3 separate regions of the Sus scrofa genome follow, and regions 2 and 3 are each linked to region 1. Evidence: chromatin contacts called from public Hi-C and promoter capture Hi-C data. All regions are on one chromosome and are shown on one strand. The core of a region is the stretch at or near the end of the contact, and the rest is flanking DNA. Distances in the headings are between cores, read along the strand shown. Region 1 holds the start of ANAPC7 (anaphase-promoting complex subunit 7). Region 2 holds the start of P2RX7 (P2X purinoceptor 7). Region 3 overlaps IFT81 (intraflagellar transport protein 81 homolog).

Region 1 (3,864 bases), core at 379-2,878:
TCAAGGATGCGGTGTTGTCACTGCGGCAGCTAGTGTCACTGCTGTGGTGCAGGTTCAATCTTTGTCCCAGTAACCTGACATGCCATGGGCGCTGCCAAAAAAACAGAGTTCTCATCCCAAGAAAAAAATATTCAGAGTTCCCATTGTGGTCCAGCAGGTTAAGAACCTGACTAATGTCCATGAGGATGTGGGTTCTATCCTTGGCCTTGCTCAGTGGGTTATGTATCCTGCGTTGCTGTGGCTGTGGTGTAGGCTGGCAGCTGCAGCTCTCATTCTACCCCTAGCCTGGGAATTTCCCTATGCCACAGGTGCAGCCCTAAAAAAGCAAAATAAGATAAAAATCTGTAACTATGTGCAGTAATAGATACACTAAACACACAAATATCCAATCATTATGTTCCACATGAGACTAATATGTCAATTACACCTCAGTTTGGGGGAAAAAAAAGACGCAAAATGTTAAACAGAGCAAAGGAATAAAATAGTGAGAATAAGGGACAATTCTAATGGCCAGAGAAGAGTTCTCTAAGAGATGTATCTGAACTGAAACCTACATGAGGAGGCAGCTCTGAGGTAAGGATTCCAAGCAGAACAGGAAATGCAAAAGTCCTGAGTTGAGAACCAGCTTGGTCTGTTCAAGTAACAGAAAGAATAGACAGGGAAGCTGAAGTACAGAGGGCAGAGTAGGTGAGATAGAGCAGGAGAGCTATATATTTGACCTCCTAGGCCGTGGGAAGGAATGTTAATTTAAGCACTTTGGAGAAATTTAAGCAGAGGAACGATATGCACTCAAAGCTGGAAACAGCCCTGTGCTGTACCTGTAATAAAACTCTAAAAATGGCAGCTTTGCAAACAGAAAGAGGCACTGCTTAAAAAGGCGCCACTCCCACTTACCAAGAAAGTCTCCCATTTTCGGGGGCGATTAAGAGAACCTTGCTGATATACCCAAAAGGAAAGATCAATCTCAGATGTGGGACGAAAGTCTAAAACTAGAACTGGGCTTCTTTGAGCCTTGGCGAGCGAAGAAATGTCCTTCGAAAAGGGGTAGGGAAGGGAGGAGTTAGCCCAACGATGTGACAGGCGCAATGCCCGGCGACAGGTGCCTCAGAAAACCTCTGCTCCTAACTTTCGGGGAACGCTCGCCAGGGTCGTCCTCAGAGCCTCCGCCTCCCATATCTAGAAAGCGCCGCTCGCCGAATCCCCCACAGGGAGCTCATCCCAGTGCCTGGTCTACCGCTGGGACCTAGTAAACTCAACTAGCGTTCCTAAGTCGGCTCTGCCCAGCGAGACCCTCGCTGACCCCGGAACGTCAGCTGAAGCCCGCAGCCGCTTCTTCCCGCCAGTCTCCGGACCCCTCAGCCCCCGCTCCCAAACCCGCACCGCTTTCTCCTCAGCCCCAGGCCGCTCCCCGCCTCAACTCACGGGTTGTTATTACTCATTGTGAGTAACAAGCTGCTAAGGAGCCGCACATTGGAGTGCAGCCCCGCGGCCGCCATGTCTCGCACGTGGTCTATCACATTCATTCCGCCCAGCCAGGCCGCGGGGAGCGGCGGCACCAGCGCTTAAAGCCGGTAGACGCTCCTTAGAGAAGACTCCAAAATGGCGGCCCCGCCGGGGTCCATCGGATCCAAACGAGGCACCGCCCCCAAGATAATAGGCAGCTACTGAAATGCCTGAAAAAAAGCAAACAAACAAACCTCAATTCCTTCCCCGCCATGCCTCGTGTGAAGCGGTACAATTTGGTTTTTGGGGTTTTTGTTTTTAGTAAGAGTTACACCAGCCTTCTGAACTGCAGTCTTTATTGAGGGTTTACAGTTGGCTGCAGACAAAAGACACCTCAGAATGTATACATGCTCAATTGAAATGCGTCTGAGAGGAATTTGTGTTTCATAAATTAATAAAAAGTGTTTAACATCATAAAAGTTATTTGTAGGTGGGGGAGGAATTCCTAACAGCTGGAATTAAATATTTCAATCAGGCGCCAGGGGCAGCACTGGCTGCCACAGGAGCTCTAGGCAAAAAGTGCCACGCCCCCCCTCAGGTGTTATGGGCACCTGCAGGCGGCTTTACTTTTTTGATTGAAGTATAATTGATTTATAATTTCCGTTAATTTCTTCTGTACGGCAAAGTGATTCAGTTGTACTTACATACATTCTTTTGATTCAGTTGTACTTACATACATTCTTTTTCATATTTTCCATTATGGTTTATCACAGGATATTGACTGCAGTTCCCCGTGCTCTGCAGTTCCCTGTGCTTGTTAATCTATCCTACATATAAGAGTTTGCATCTGCTAACCCCAAACCTCCAATACTTCCCTCCCTCACTCCCCTCCCCCTTGGCAACCACAAGTCTGTTGTCTATGTCTGAGTCTGTTTCATATATATGTTCATTTGTGTTGTATTTTAGATTCCACATATAAGTGATATCACATGATGTTGACTTTCTTCTTCTGACTGACTTTTCCTTAATAATCGCTAGGTCCATCATGTTGCTGCAAATGGCATTATTTCATTATTTTTTATGGTTGGGTAGTAGTCCGTTTTATGTATGTATACATACCATATCTTCTTTATCCATTCATCTGTTGATGGACATTTAGATTGTTTCCATCCATGTCTTGTGAATAGTGCTGCTATGAACATAGTGGTAATTGTATCTTTTTGCACTGTAGTTTTATCTGGATATATGCCCAAGAGTGGGATTGCTGGATCATAAGGCAATTCTATTGTTAGTTTTTTGACGAATCTCCATACTTCATTTTCCATAGTGGCTGCACCTATTTACACTCCCACCAACAGTGTAGAAGAGTTCCTTTTTCTCCAGCATTTGTCGCAGCATATGGAGTATCCCAGGCCAGGGATTGAATCTAAGCCTCCATAGCAACCTGAGCCATTGCAGTTAGAGTCTTTTGTTTGTTTGTTTAACGTTTTTTGGCTGAACCCAAGGTAAGTGAAAGTTCCTGGGCCAAGGACAGAATCCAAGCCACATCAGCAGCCTGTGCCACAGCTGCAGCAATGCCGGATCCTTAACCCACTGCCTGGGGCTAAGGATTAAACCCGAAACACCACAGAGACAAGCCAGATCATTAACCCACTGCACCACAGCAGGATATCCTGCAGTGAGATTGTTAACCCATTGCACCATAGTGAGAACTCCCATAGACCTTTTTTTTTTCTTTTTTTGGCCACCCCTCAGCATATGTAGTTCCCAGGCCAGGGATCAGATCTGAGCCACAGCTGCAACCTAAACTGAAGTTGCAGCAATGCCAGATTCCTAACCCACTGTGCTGGGCTGGGGATCGAACCTGCATCTCAGTGCTCCCAAGACACTGATGACCCCATTGTGGCCACAGTGGGAACTCCTCTTATAGACTTTTTAATGATGGCCATTATGAGTTTTGATTTGCATTCTCTAATAATTAGCAATGGTGAGCATTTTTTCATGTGCCTATTGGCCATCTGTATATCGTCTTTGCCGAAATGTTTATTTAGGTCTTCTGCCCATGTTTCAATTGGGTTGTTTGGTTTTTTGTTATTGAGCTGTATAAGCTATTTGTATATTTCAGGGATTAAGTCCTTGTTGGTCACATCATTTGCAAATATTTTCTCCCGGTTCATTGATTGTGTTTTGGCTTGTTTATGGTGTCTTTTGCTGTTTATTTCTGCTTTTATTTCTTTTGTCTTGGGAGACTGACCTAAGAAAACATTAGTATGACACATGCCAGAGAATGTTTTGCCTGTATTCTCTTCTAGAAGTTTTATGGTGTCGTGTCTTATATTTAAGTCTTTAAGCCATTTTGAGTTTATTTTTATGTTTGGTGTGAGGGTGTGTTCTAACTTCATTGATTTACATGTGTCTGTC
Region 2 (3,864 bases), core at 1,003-3,502, 310 kb before region 1:
GTGAGCTGTGGTGTAGGTCACAGACACAACTCAGATCTGGCATTGCTGTGGCTCTGGCATAGGCCAATAGCAACAGCTTTGATTAGACCTCTGGCCTGGGAACCTCCATGTGCCAAGGACAAAGGACAAAAAGAAAACAAAAAAAGTGAAGGATTTTTGGATCCAGATTTCCAGATTTCAAATCTCAAGCATGGGCATGATTACTTTCAGGGTCAAAGGATAGGATGTATATGAAAGAAACTATTAAATTCAAAAAGATTATTTTTAAAAATAGCTACCATATGTGACGCTCTTACCCTATACTAGGCATCGATAAGTGTTTGTCTTGCCATTTCTTGTTTAATTATCACAACTCTCTGAACAGATGCAGAAACTGAAGCTCAGAGAGGTTAAACGTGGTCAAGAAAACTTAGCCAGGTCTATAAAATAGGTTTCTTTAACCTTGAGCTAGTGAAGTACACTGTCTCTCTGAATAGATGCAAGTTATCATCATCATCACCACCACAAAGAGCCAGGGAGCAGTTGCCATGAGAGAAATATGAATCAAAACCACAATGAAATACTCACTCACTGGGGCCTGTAATCCAAAAGACAGACGCTAACAAGTGATGATGAGGATGTGGAGAAATTGGAACATACATTGCTGGTGGGAATATGAGATGGTGCAGCCACTGTGAAAAACAGTTGAATGGTTCCTCAAAAGACTGAGGAGAGTTTGCCAAGTTATCCAACGGTTCCATTCAGATGTACATACCCAAGAAAACTGAAGACATGTTCGAAAAACAATGTGTGCACAGATGTTCACAGCAGCATCATTCATCATAGTCAAAAATTAGAAACAACCCAAACTTCCACTCAAAAGTCGTATATCCATACAATGGAATATTACTCAGCCATTAAAAGGAATGCAATAGAGATACATGTTCTAACATGGCTGAACCTTGAAAACAGTTGCAAAAGGATGATATATTGTGTGATTCCATTTGTATGAATTATCCAAAATAGGTAAATCCATAGAGCCAGAAAACAGATCAGTGGGTACCTGGAGCTGCAGGGGAATAGGAGGATTGAGAGTGATGGTTAAGGGATGTAGGGTTTTGTTTTGTTCTGGTTATGAGGTAATGAAAATATGGCCTTTTTTTTTTTTTTAGAGCCACACCCACAGCATATGGAGGGTCCCAGGCTAGGGGTCGAATCAGAGCTGTAGCTGCCGGCCTACACCACAGCCACAGCAATGTGGGATCCGAGCCACATCTGCAACCTACACCACAGCTCATGTCAACGCCAGATCCTTACCCACTGAGCAAGGCCAGGGATCGAACTTGCGTCCTCATGTATGCTAGTCAGAGTCTTTTCCACTAAGCCATGACAGGAGCTGTGAAAATATTCTAAAATTAATTGTGGATGGTTGCACAACTCTTTGAATATGCTAAAAACTGCTGAATTGTATCCTTTAAATGGGTGCATTGTATGGTATGTGAATTGTATCTCAATAAGCTGGTTTTTTTTCAAAAAAAAAAGGAGCAAGAAGGGTCTTCTTGACACCAAGGAGGACCTGAAGTTGCTTTTACAGGTCTAGTCCTATTCCTCCCCAAGAGCAGGGATGACTCAGATTGATGCCGGCATTATCATCAGGCGTGTCCCAAATCCTTTACTCCTTCCCAGGAATCCAGGGTGTTGCCCTGCATTTCCCCACCTTCTCCAGGCATGCCCTGCCCAGCTTGCCCCAGCAGGCCTGGGTTAGAACCCATGGTGTCACACTCCCTTCCTGTGGCTTCTCCCTGCAGCAGACTGGCCCTGCTTCCTCTCCCGACTCCCCACCTCCACCCCCAGCTTGCAGATTTTAAAACCACAGAGGATTCAGAATGTGCATCAGGAGCTGCACCTTGAGGTTTTCTGGGCTGCTTTCAGCCACTGCAGAGATTCAGGGCCCTCCTCACGCCCCACTTACCTAACATAGGAAAAGACCAATACGTGGAAGAACCACTTAATGGTGCCGTAATTCATGCTCTGGATCCGGGTGACTTTGTTTGTCTCATACTGGAAAACGTCGTTCCAGCTGCACCAGGCTGGCATGGTGAGAGGCTGGCTCTCCACTCGGGGCTGGACCACGGCTCAGCCCTTCCTGACCGGCCACAGCAGACCCACCAGTAAGAGGAAATTGAAATGTTCTGATTCTTAGCAGGACCTTTAAAGTTTGAGTTCCTCCAATGATGGCAGAGTGGGGGCGGGCCCTGGCCACTGCCCCAGATGTGGCTGGGAGTAAACAGGAAAAGCCAAGTCCTACAGGCCTGGCTGACAGATGACCCCGCCCCAGCGGCCTCCCCCAGATGCCTGCACAAAGATGGTGTTCAAAGGAAGGGCATTTTAAGAATTCTGCTTTATCCCCTTTCTCCTTTCACACTTTTTTGGACTCATTTCCATTGGGGTAAAGAGGCAGCCCTTCAAATGTCAGGAGCCCCAGTGCTGCCATTGTGCCTTAGTAAGGAGCCTAGATCTTTCTGTTGCTTCCAGCCCCACTCAGAAGCTGATTGATTCATTTCCACAACCCTTTATTCAGCCCCAGCTGTCCGTGAACACTGGATGATTCAACGTCCCTCTCCTCCCTCCCTCCCTTCCTCATAACACTCTGGTCTGCAGACAGTGGGGGCTGGGGTGGGGAGAGGACTTTATTTCCTTGCTGGATATTTTTGGCCTGACCCTCTAGATCTACTCTTTGGCCAGCTCTATGCCCTGGCAGATCAACCCATGACCTAGCCCAATCAGCTTAAGACCACCAGACACAAAACTGCCATCCAACAAAATCAGGTTTATTGACCCATTCAATGAGGAAGAATACAGGAGTTCCCATTGTTGCTCAGTGGGTTAAGAACCCCACTAGCTTCCATGAGGATGTGTGTTCAACCCCTGGCCTTGCTCAGTGGGTTAAGGGTCTGGCGTTGCCAAGAGCTGCAGCATAGGTTGAAGATGCAACTCAGATCCTGTGTTGCTGTGACTGTGGCTTAGGCTGGCAGCTGCAGCTCCAATTTGACTCCTAGCCTGGAAACCTCCATATGCCACAAGTGCGGCCCTTAAAAAAAAGAAAAAGAAAAAAAAAAAAGATGAGGGAGAGCACATCACCAAACAAAGGGACAGAGTTATCAGAGTCATCGATTCTGGGGAAGGTGGAGTTGAGATTAAATTGAAACGAAAGCGAGTTTTCACAGGCTCACAGCAAAGCAGGTTTAAATAAAATGGTCAGCTTCAGATCTGTATTGCAAAGTGGACCCAGGGAGGCAGTAAAGCTTTGATTGTTGTGTCCAGAAAGCTTTTACCTAAAGCTCCTCCTCACCTGAGCTGCAAATCGAGCTGTGTCTCAGTCTCAGGGTGACTTAGACCCTCCAGACAAAAGAATATTTCATTCTTACTGATGCAGTTTCAAATAGCAAAGTTTCTGAGATCTATGATTTTAGTGGATGACATTTCTCCATGAGTAGGAAAGCAGCAGTCCGTCACTCAAAGATGCAGGGTATTATCACCCTATAGCTACACTCGGAAATACTGTTTTTTTGTTCCCTTTGCAGTGGACTTTATCCATATCTGCTCTTCCTGCCTGCTAGTTAGTCGGACTGACTTTTACTTTTCTAGTCTGAGCTAATTTTTACTTTTTCACCCATTAGAGCTATTCAGGGTGTTGGATGGGGGGCTCCCCTACCTCCCTGCTCCCAGTTCAGGATACAGAGAGCAGGAGGACAGTGAGGTTGGATGTGAATTTTCCTGGCTGCTCTCCAACTGCCCATGGCAGGGCCTCTGGGCACCCCTCCCTCCTTGCCCCTTCAGGCTGGATTTGGTGATGGCTCTGGGCTGTTGCCAATCCAGGCAGCC
Region 3 (3,864 bases), core at 853-3,352, 280 kb before region 1:
TGGAAGTTCCCAGGCTGGGGGTTACATTGGAGCTGCAGCTGCTGGCCTATGCCCCAGCCACAGCAATGCCAGATCTGAGCCTAGTCTGTGACCTATACCACAGCTCATGGCAACGTCAGTTCCTTAACCCACTGAGCAAGGCCAGGGATCAAACCTGCATCCTTGTGAATACTAGTCAGGTTTGTTACTGCTGAGCCACGATGGGAATCCATGGCTTAGCATTTTTCTTAATCAGCTCTGTCTTAGAAGTAACGTTAGTTTAACTATAGGACTTGGTATTTTGCAGCAGTTTTCATATGATGGGACATAGCAGGTTCGAATCCAAATGTTGCTCTTATTTGTGAAAGAAATTAAGCTCCTCCCCTGTTTCAACATCTGCATAAGTTCCCAGCAATTCCTTGTGGAGCTAGAATAGTTTAGATCACCAGTGGTACTCCAAGGGGACTATCAAGTGACACACCTGGTCCTAGCTCCAGATTCTGATACCCACTCTCAACCACCCAGATTATCACTGTTTTTGATGGTCATTTTATTTGTGTGTGTGTGCAATGTCTTTAACAGACCCCCAGATCGGTTAAGGTGCTGTAACAGAAAGGCACAACTCAAATTAGCTTAAACACTTAAACATTAAGGAAAACCTTACTTCATATAACAAGTCAACTCCAAAGTGGCACATGCAGCAACTCAACAGCATCAGCAGACTTATCCTGCCCCAAATGTCAATAGTGCTGAGGTTGGAGTTCCCGTCGTAGCTCAGTGGTTAACGAATCCGTCTAGGAACCATGAGGTTTCGGGTTCTATCCCTGGCCTTGCTCAGTGGGTTGGGGATCTGGCGTTGTTGTGAGCTGTGATGTAGGTCGCAGACCTATACAATGCAGCTTGGATCCTGCATTGCTGTGGCTCTGGTGTAGGCCAGCAGCTACAGCTCCAATTAGCCCCCTAGCCTGGGAACCTCCATATGCCGTGGGAGCAGCCCAAGAAATGGCAAAAAGACTATATATATATAGTGCTGAGGTTGAGAAACCCTGGATTAGATGGATCAGGCAGCGGGGCTGGCATTGGCTTCAATGAAGCACATGCAATGAGGATGAGGCAGAGGACACCACACACAACTGGGGTTTGGAGAGTCTGAAAGAGGAAAGGAGGACTGGCTTTGGGGAAGAGAATCCACAGTCTCTGTTATAAGCCCTTGATGCTGTTAATTTAGCTCCCACTTGGATATATCAGAATCAACACTTGGTCCCTTACCCTCACCTTGCTTATAGTCCAGATGTTTAAACCAGACTTGCATGATTTCCTTTTTTCTATTATCTCTTTTTAAAAATTGTAACAAAATATTGATAAGAATAAAGTCACAATGACTCACGATCCATCAAGACAGCTACCACTAACTTGTTTGTTTATTTCCTTCTAAACTAGATCCTGATTTCTAATTATGGAAATGCATGTAAAGTATCTCCTCATTCATTCATTCAACAGCAATGGAGCTGAGTGCGTGCGTGCGTGCGTGTGTGCGTGTGTGCGTGCGTGTGTGTCTGTGTGTCTGTGTGTGTCTGTGTATCTGTGGTTTATATTCTCACTGTATTAGGAGTTCCCAGAAGAACAATTTGATTGTTGAAACTGGAATAGTCAAAAACAGTGATAATCTTGGTGGTTAAGGGTGGGTATCAGAATCTGGAGCTGGGGACAGGGGTATCATTTGATAGTCTGCTTGGAGTACCACTGCTGGTCTAAACTATTCTAGTTCCACAATCAGAATGGTTGAATAGGAGAGGCTTGACCTGGGTCTTTTTATTTTATTTTTATTTTATTGAAGTAGAGTTGAATTATAATGTTATGTTAGTTTCAGGCATACAGCAAAGTGGTTCAGTTATATATTGACCTGGGTGTCTTGAATGAGAAAAGAAGGTATGAGGGTGGCCTTCCAATAAGAGGGTAGGAATGTGGGGGGTGGGAGTAGAGAAGACAACGGGTGCATATTGTAAGGTGGTGAAGAAGATTCTAGGTGTAACAGGTATCTGGGTTTTTTGGCCTGTCCAGAATTCATCCCCCTTCTAATAACTACATCCAGTTCTCTTCTGGGGAGTCACTCCTTCTCCGTTATCAACCCTCAACCCTTACCCCCACCCTTTCATCTGGAGGTGGTCACATGACCGAAACTGACCACTCAAAACACCACATCCCTCTGGCCAGTGATTGGCTCACGGGTGGGCACATAACTAGATCAGACCAATCAGGATCAGTGAGACTCAACTATATTTATTGGGAACGTCTGGAAAGAAAAGCTCCTTTTCCATTAGATTTGAAACTAATAGCTTAAAATATTTCAAGGAAAATGAGCCCTTTTGCTTAAAGGATGCCAGCGTGGCTTTGCTGCCCACCACATCACCAGTGCCTTTTCCATCTCCTTGCCTTAAGTTGAATGCCACTCTGGGTAACACTTCCCTGATGACATGGTAGCGGTGGAGCGCACCACTCAGAACTCCTTCAATAGAGTCTGCTTCGATAAGCCTGGCTGCCTGACAGCCTCACTCCCACTCCTCTGGGTCCACCAAGTTCATGCTGAGGTCATACCTCCCGGGCTGCTCGCAGCCAATGACAGAGCACAGTGGGAGTACTAGTGTAGCATCCCTGCTTCCCAACCTAGAATTCCTCTTATAGCTGACTGTGGCTGGGGAATCCCCTTCAGCATAGCCAAAACTCTTAGAACTGTGCCACTGTCCAAGGCTCTTCCTATCACATCCTTCCTTCCCCCTCTCCTTCCAAGGTATCAGACCAGCAGCACAGTCTGAACAGTCTCCTGCCTACCCCCACTCCCTTCCTCTTTATCCTCCAAAGGCATAAATAAGTAAATCCTAAGTAAATCTCTTGCAAGTGGATGCCCATCTTGGCATCTGCTTCTCGGAGGATCCGTACTAGCACAGTTGACTTCCATCTTGTGAAATGAGCTAATGAGGTCTTAGCCATCCAAACCTACAGGCATCTGTTGCCTAGGAAATGGGGTTTTACACTGTAATGGTTAGGCCCATGGGCTTTGGAATCAGAATGACCAGGGTATGAGCCCTACTTGCCAGTGGTATGATCTTAAGGAATTTTTATAACCTGCCCTGAGTCTCTACTTCCTCATCTATTGAAAAAGTGATGCTCAACCAGAAGTGATATTTGTCCCCCAGGGACATTTGGCAATGTCTAGAGACAGTTTTTGGTTGTCACAACTGAGGAACTAAAGGGAGAGGAGTTATTGCTATTGATGCCTAGCGGGTAGAGGCCAGGAATATTGCTAAATATCCCTCAGTACACAGAGCAGCCCCTCCCAACACACACACACACACACACACACACACACACACCCCAGAACAAAGAATGATCCAACCCAAAATGTCCATAGCACTGAGGTTGGAAAACCCCAGTTCAAAAAGCTGTTGTTAAGATCCAATAGGATCACTTGTACAATAGCTGTCATTTCTGCTCCCCTTCCTCCTTGTAAACTCCACACTGGCAAGGACTGGATAACTCTGAATTAATATTCAGTGTCACTAATGACTAGACCATAGAAGGTACTAAATAACTTATTATGAATTGAAATATTTATCAATAAGTGCAAATCAACAAATGGTAACTCTTATTATTATTATTATGACTGTTACCATCGTCATCATCACTGTCTTTCCAGACCCTGGCTCAGTGCACAGGACATAACTGGTCTTCAATATTTGTTGAATGAAGGAATGAATGAGAAATGAAGGGGTAGTTACTCATTAACCACTAATTTATGTGCCTTGGAGAAATATTGGAAACTCTTGGGAAACAGGCCCAGTCTTTCTTTTTTTTTTTTTTTTTTTTTTTTTTTTTGCTGAGAGGAAT

Evidence for each region. Promoter capture Hi-C pulls out the DNA fragments that hold promoters and counts their contacts. A called contact is a pair of places that touch in the nucleus more often than the background predicts.
Region 2: a promoter capture Hi-C map of fetal skeletal muscle shows a contact between it and region 1, with 5 times the contacts expected there. The contact joins the promoter of P2RX7 here to the promoter of ANAPC7 in region 1. A contact is called at or near these places in 1 of 5 promoter capture datasets (fetal skeletal muscle), 1 of 47 Hi-C or Micro-C datasets (embryonic fibroblasts) and 2 of 2 datasets of contacts at active chromatin or transcription factors (alveolar macrophages and skeletal muscle).
Region 3: a contact with region 1 is called in a Hi-C map of omental adipose tissue, with 2.2 times the contacts expected there. The contact joins the enhancer-like site here to the promoter of ANAPC7 in region 1. A contact is called at or near these places in 2 of 5 promoter capture datasets (fetal liver and liver), 5 of 47 Hi-C or Micro-C datasets (alveolar macrophages, embryonic fibroblasts, heart right ventricle and 2 more) and 2 of 2 datasets of contacts at active chromatin or transcription factors (alveolar macrophages and skeletal muscle).

The regions. Positions count from the first base shown.
Region 1 is chr14:31,788,122-31,791,985 of Sscrofa11.1, forward strand. ANAPC7 (anaphase-promoting complex subunit 7) reads right to left here and starts at 1,629. Exons shown (of 14, transcript XM_021072834.1): 1 at 1,423-1,629. The coding sequence starts at 1,523.
Region 2 is chr14:31,474,250-31,478,113 of Sscrofa11.1, forward strand. P2RX7 (P2X purinoceptor 7) reads right to left here and starts at 2,253. Exons shown (of 13, transcript XM_001926804.5): 1 at 1,952-2,253. The coding sequence starts at 2,076. The region is part of intron 2 of IFT81 (intraflagellar transport protein 81 homolog); the gene reads left to right.
Region 3 is chr14:31,504,244-31,508,107 of Sscrofa11.1, forward strand. All of the region lies in intron 2 of IFT81 (intraflagellar transport protein 81 homolog), which reads left to right. Among named protein-coding and RNA genes, the nearest start is that of P2RX7, 30 kb to the left of the region's middle. Within about 2 kb of position 2,103, at least 8 of the 83 cell types and tissues checked have an H3K27ac peak or open chromatin away from gene starts, as enhancers often do. A contact at or near this core is called in omental adipose tissue, where this site is marked.